Linked DNA regions of Mus musculus: region 1 is linked to region 2. The links are chromatin contacts, called in public HiChIP or PLAC-seq maps. All regions are on one chromosome and are shown on one strand. Each heading gives the region's core, a stretch centred on a gene start, on an enhancer-like site or on the middle of the called end of the contact. The rest is flanking DNA. Distances are from core to core; before and after follow the strand shown.

Region 1 (2,706 bases), core at 83-2,582, 920 kb after region 2:
CTTTGAGTCAAACTGCCTGCTGATACCTTGGTGGCGATAGAAACTACCTATTTTATCCTGAAAATAGGAAATTGTTTCTTGGCTCAAGGATTTTGTCTGACAACCGGGTTCTTCATTTCAGCTAAACGTGTGTTTTTCAACATTGCCCGGTTATATCCGAACTACAGCCCATGTGTCTAGGTGAGAAACAGAATTTCTTTTGCTTATGATCTGATCTGTGGAATTGGGGGGGGGTGTGTGTGTGTGTGTGTGAAGTGGTACTGTTCCCAAATGAGTGATCAAAATAAAGCCAGTCTCTGTTTTACAGCCAATACACCGGGTAACCCAAGACCACGGTCTCTGGGCCTTTATACTCTCCTATTTTTTCTGTGGAGAATGGCAGTAACATGTACTTTGCAAGCTACCTGGAACCCACATGTCATTTCAAGTCAGTTAAGGCCTTGCTAACTTTGCCCACAGGGAGCCCAGTACAGTTTTCATCTCACTGAAAACCACCTTTGCCCTGGCCTCCAATGTGACACTGTTTGACCTGGCAGACAGGATCCAGAAATATGTCAACTCCTGCAGGTCCTCTGCTGAAGTCTGCCAGCTCTTGGGGTCTCAGAGGCGGGTCTTTCGAGGTAAGATGGGAGTCCTCTAGGGGGGGAAACCTGCTCTTGCAGGTAGGCATAGACTTAGAGATGGGAGGTTTGGGGACTCAGGCCCAGAAAAGCTCCTTCACAGAGCTTGTCTTTAGAAGTTATAAGCACAAGCCTTCATGACACTCAGTGCACACATCTGTCTACACATGGCCTTTTACAGCATCAGCTCCTTGGTATCTGGCTCCTTCTTTTCTTCTATACAGTGCCAGGGTGAGAGGAAGATATTACAGGAGCTGAAGGAACCAAAAGCTGTTACTCCCGCTTCCTGGGGAGACAGAAAGTGACATATAGAGTCTGTCAAGTTGCCAATGATCCAACAATCTTTATATGGTGATGACTAAGAAAAAACAAAGAGCTATGCTCATGCAGTATTACCTATCTTTTGTTTGTTTTCTATCATAAAACCATAGAATGACTAAGAGGGAGCATGGCAGGATGCTCCCAGGAGTGCCGTAATGACAGGACTCTCCCTTCCTTTGTTCTTGTTTGGTCGGAGGCTCTTGCCCTGTGTTGGGGTAAGGCCAATGAGAAAGGTGACTCAGGACAAGTCTGGAAGACAGACTTGCGTCTTTCAGGGATAGTTTTATAGCTGGGAGAAGAACACTTTGCTGGAATGAGAACCGCCCCTAGACACAGTGGGCTAGTCCCTCTTGGTGATCAAAGTGTACTCTGGTTAGCTCATTGGACCAGTGGTTGAGGTCTGGCAAAGGAAGGAGAGCTTAGGCTAAGTCTCCCCCATCTGGCATCCAGATGTTAGACATAAATTGAAGGTATCAGGTTTTGGTGCCATATCCGCTGGTTAGTCTAGGCCATTCCCAGTGGGTCAGGATGTTGTAACTGCTGGTCCAGAGCTTTCCTCGAGTGAACAGTTGCACTGCAGAGCTTGGGAGCTGATGCTTTCACCCTGAGATAGGCTCTGGGGGGCTGGCTACTTAGTAACTGGGGGGAAATGAGCTGAACATAACAGAGTTGGAGTGTTTTTGTTCAAAGTTCATGCCCTGTTCTAGGGTGCTGGATACTTTGAGGCTCTCTGGTTGTATGGTTTTGTTTCTCATGCCCAGGGCTCCAGGGTACTATTTTTCCTCCCAGTGAGGTAGGCACCCTTCAGTTTGCTAACCATTTCTAGACTGCATTTGGCGTGGTCAGCATTGGACCAAGGTACTTTTCTGTTGCCAGCTTGTGCATCTGTGCTTTGCAGATCAAGTTGGCAAGATTGTGTGGATGCGCAAGAGCCTGCCCTAGCAGGAGTGCTCGCTCACCCAGCTGCTTTGCTTGGACTGCCCCCATGTGGCCTATAGAAAGACTCTTGTCCCCATGAGGAGGCCATCCTCACTGTGTTCCCTTCCAGTCCCTTGAGCATAAAGACAGCCATGCCTAGTAGCCAAAATTGGACTCACATCTGTTTTTCCTCCAGATCTTCTCTAGGTTTTGCCAAAGGATCCAGCTCTGGCTCTTGGTAATTTTTCTGGAGCTAGAGAGGAGGCTAGACCAGCAGGTGCTGCACACCTTTGGGTTTCTAGCATCCGGGCAGCACTAGGATGCTCTGGACATTGCCGCTGGCGAGAAGGGCTTTGTCCCCTCAGTTCAGAGAATGTCCATCTCCCTCCTTTCAAAGCCCTTTAGTCCTCATGGTCTCCTGGGATTTAGAGACTTTGGAAATCCCCCCTCATGGCCTCAGCCTTGGCTTACTGAGTACTCATTGTCTATCTTGACGGATGTTATGCCCAGGAAAGACCATGGGAACGGTGAATGCAGAAGACTCACATCACCAAGGATCGATTTAAGTGAGATTCTGCATGGTCCTTTTGGGTGGCTTTATGAGACACGTTCATTGAGAAAGCCACTCCTCATTGGAGGGGCGGGGCCTGCCCTCCCTGTTCAAGCAGAAATCTGGCAGCAGGCAGGAACTGGTTGCTTTTGGCAATGAATATTCGTTAGCAGCCTAGATCAGTGGGCAGGATGGAAGGAGAACTTAACATTGACTTCCAGAAAATACCCAATCAGAGTGGGATTTCCCAGCCTAGGATGGCCTGGATACTCCTTATACTTGGAGGTGTTTTTCTCT
Region 2 (2,709 bases), core at 193-2,692:
TCTTATTCCTATCATATATTTATCTCTATCATATATATTTTAAATGTCTATATAACTCATAATAGCTAATAGAATGTAAATAGCTACTACAGTGTGTTCTTAAATTTGTGGTAGCTTTTACTGTATTTTTTCTAAATATCTTGGCTTTTTGAGCCTCCCAAGTGCTAGGATTATATGTCACCATGTTCAGCTTTTTAACCAAGACCTGCAGGCACAGATGGCTGACTATCCATTCACTTTGGTGATTTCGTGCAACATCTGTGGGCCACACAGGTGTTTTACTTCCTTATGGGAGGGCCTGTCTCCACTTTGCTCTCTGCTCTAGCCCCGCAGACTACCACAGACATTGGTGTGTAGTGGGTAATGGAATATTTGTTGAAAGTGAATGAACAGGAAGAAGCTGGTGAGACCCCAGACAACTGAGAGAACAGTCAGCATTTGTGCAGGAGTGGGAGGAATGGAATTCGATACAGCCAAAGAAAAGGACAATCAACAAACTTGATGTCAGAAGTGTGAACTGACCCCTTCCTATGCCAGGAAGTCAGCTTTCAGAGCCGAGTCACCAACGGTAAGGTTTGCAGAGATAAATGTTGGTTTTAGACCACGGTGGGAGATGACAGAGAGACATCTAAAGAGCCACGTGTATAGTGTGTGATGGTGTGTGACCTATCATCCCAGCAGAGGCAGGAGGATTCCACGTTTGAGGCCAGTCTGGGATACATGGTGAGACCCTGTGTTTAAAACCCAACAACAATAACCTTAATAGAACAACTAACAAAAGAGTCACGTGGAGGAGAGTCCACAAAAATCACAGGAATTTTCAGATGCAGTCGCTTTTCAGTAAACACACAAAACCATTCCACAGTCGTCAAGGCAGGTAAATAAAAGGCAAGATTTATTTTCCTTAGTTTATTAAAGATGACCATGGACTGTCAGGATGTGCGTAAATTACAGCAGGTGAGAATCCAGTTCTAAACACAGGTTGTACACAAACAGCGTTTTCATTTAGACTCTTGCTCCTTTTCTCTTCGGCAAAAGCTCTCCAGCCCTCAGCAGAGGACGAAGGGCCCCTTAAGTGCAGAGCACTTGGAGCTGTCCCCTCTGTACAGAGTGCTGCTCCCCTCCCTAAGCTCCATCCCCACCTCCCATCAGTGTAGCAGGGGATCCTCAGATACTGTAAGTGACAAAGTGCTTTCACCACACCCCCTGCTCCGGCTCCTCAAATAAACAGACATGGGTATTTGGTGAGTAATGACAGCGGACTCAGGAGCTCTAGAAGGTATGTGACCTAGAGGGATGGGGTGGGGTGGGGAGGTGGAAAGGAACAGGGACGTCAGTGAGGCTGCTTGAGCCTTTGTAGACTGGGAGCATGGGTGGAGTCTCCTCCAGTGTGGTGACTTCACTGAGCAGCTGGACGGAAGTCAGCCAGGAACTGGACCTGGAGTCAGAGTCTGTCTCTGAGGTCTGACTCAGTGATAAGTGAATTGGGAGGGATTTCTAACCAGCTCTGCAGAACTGGCTCTGGCCTCGGCTTTCTGCCTCATCGACTACTGAGAGCAGTCCCAGTCCATGTAGTTGTCAGATCCCAAGTGTGAGGCAGAGGAGCCACACCTTGGAACTAGCCTGGCATGCTCCCTCTTGCTCTGCTGGAGCTCAGCTTGGCTGTTATGTCATGCCCCTTCTGCCTCTCTGGGAGATCCCTCGTTCCCTCTAAGCACAGCTACCTGTCAGCTTCCATCAACAACATGCAACTCCATTTGACGGCTTGCGACACTGCCTGGACCAATGATTTTACTAGCGGTCAAGTACAGGAAGCCACAGGCCAGCTCCAGAACAAGAGGGCTGTGGATTAAGTTCACAGAACTGCCAGGCTCTGAGAGGCAGCCCTGACCAGTGTTTACCGAGGTCGGTGCTGCAGCAACTCAAACACCACCACCATCATGTGCAGCCTAGTCCAGGGCAATTCCCACAAAAAATGCACATTAGGTGATAGGGGAAGAGTCTATTAAAATTAGTACCATGAAATGGATGGTTTGACATAGATTACAAAGCTGAAGAGTTAGTTAACTGCATAAAGGTCCTGTTACTCTGAGCAAACAGACACATTCACAAACTGCCAAGTGCTTTACTTAGTGCTACTAGTTGGCTGGCTTCCCCCAACTCTGAGAAAAGAAACTAAGGCAAGAGATCAGCCAAGAGGAAGGGCTGCAGCTCTCTGGAGGAAGGGGACAGAGAATGGAGTTGGGTCATATCAGTACTGGAACCACAATGACCACATAGTCGTACAGAGCAGTAAGGAACCCACTATTCAGATGGTGGGAGGGGTTTCTATCCTCGCCTTAGGTAGCATCAGGGACTTGCCTGAGCATGAAGCACACCTGCACTCACGATAGTTAACTGAGAGACTGACCACCCCGGAGGAGATGCCTATCTGAAAAAGCCGCCCCTTAAGCACCAGCTGTAGCCGCACTTATAGGCTTGTGGCCTGACCTAAGACTCGGATCTGGTCTTTGATCCAAGCCCACCAGAGTACACAAACCAGCTTGTGCCCACCTATGCCAGGAATATTTGAAACAGGGAAGTCATGGTTGCCCTTTGAGATCCCGAAGATGCTAGAACAAGGATGGTTCTGTTCCTACCTGCCCTGCCCCCCCGTATACCTAAGTGGCCAGACAGAATGCCCGTTGTATACCCCCCTTCTCTCCCGTG

Evidence for each region. HiChIP or PLAC-seq counts read pairs in DNA pulled down with a chosen protein or histone mark.
Region 1: a FOXA1 HiChIP or PLAC-seq map of pancreatic cancer cells shows a contact between it and region 2. The contact joins two enhancer-like sites. A contact is called at or near these places in 2 of 484 Hi-C or Micro-C datasets (the N1E-115 cell line and cortical neurons) and 1 of 115 datasets of contacts at active chromatin or transcription factors (pancreatic cancer cells).

Annotation. Positions count from the first base shown.
Region 1 is chr16:33,738,104-33,740,809 of GRCm38.p6, forward strand. It overlaps Heg1 (heart development protein with EGF-like domains 1), which reads left to right. Exons shown (of 15, transcript NM_175256.5): 8 at 122-180; 9 at 460-620. Among named protein-coding and RNA genes, the nearest start is that of Heg1, 55 kb to the left of the region's middle. Within about 2 kb of position 1,333, at least 81 of the 459 cell types and tissues checked have an H3K27ac peak or open chromatin away from gene starts, as enhancers often do. A contact at or near this core is called in pancreatic cancer cells, where this site is marked.
Region 2 is chr16:32,820,834-32,823,542 of GRCm38.p6, forward strand. It overlaps Rubcn (RUN domain and cysteine-rich domain containing, Beclin 1-interacting protein), which reads right to left. Exons shown (of 19, transcript NM_172615.4): 19 at 869-2,709. Among named protein-coding and RNA genes, the nearest start is that of Smbd1, 12 kb to the left of the region's middle. Within about 2 kb of position 1,443, at least 67 of the 459 cell types and tissues checked have an H3K27ac peak or open chromatin away from gene starts, as enhancers often do. A contact at or near this core is called in pancreatic cancer cells, where this site is marked.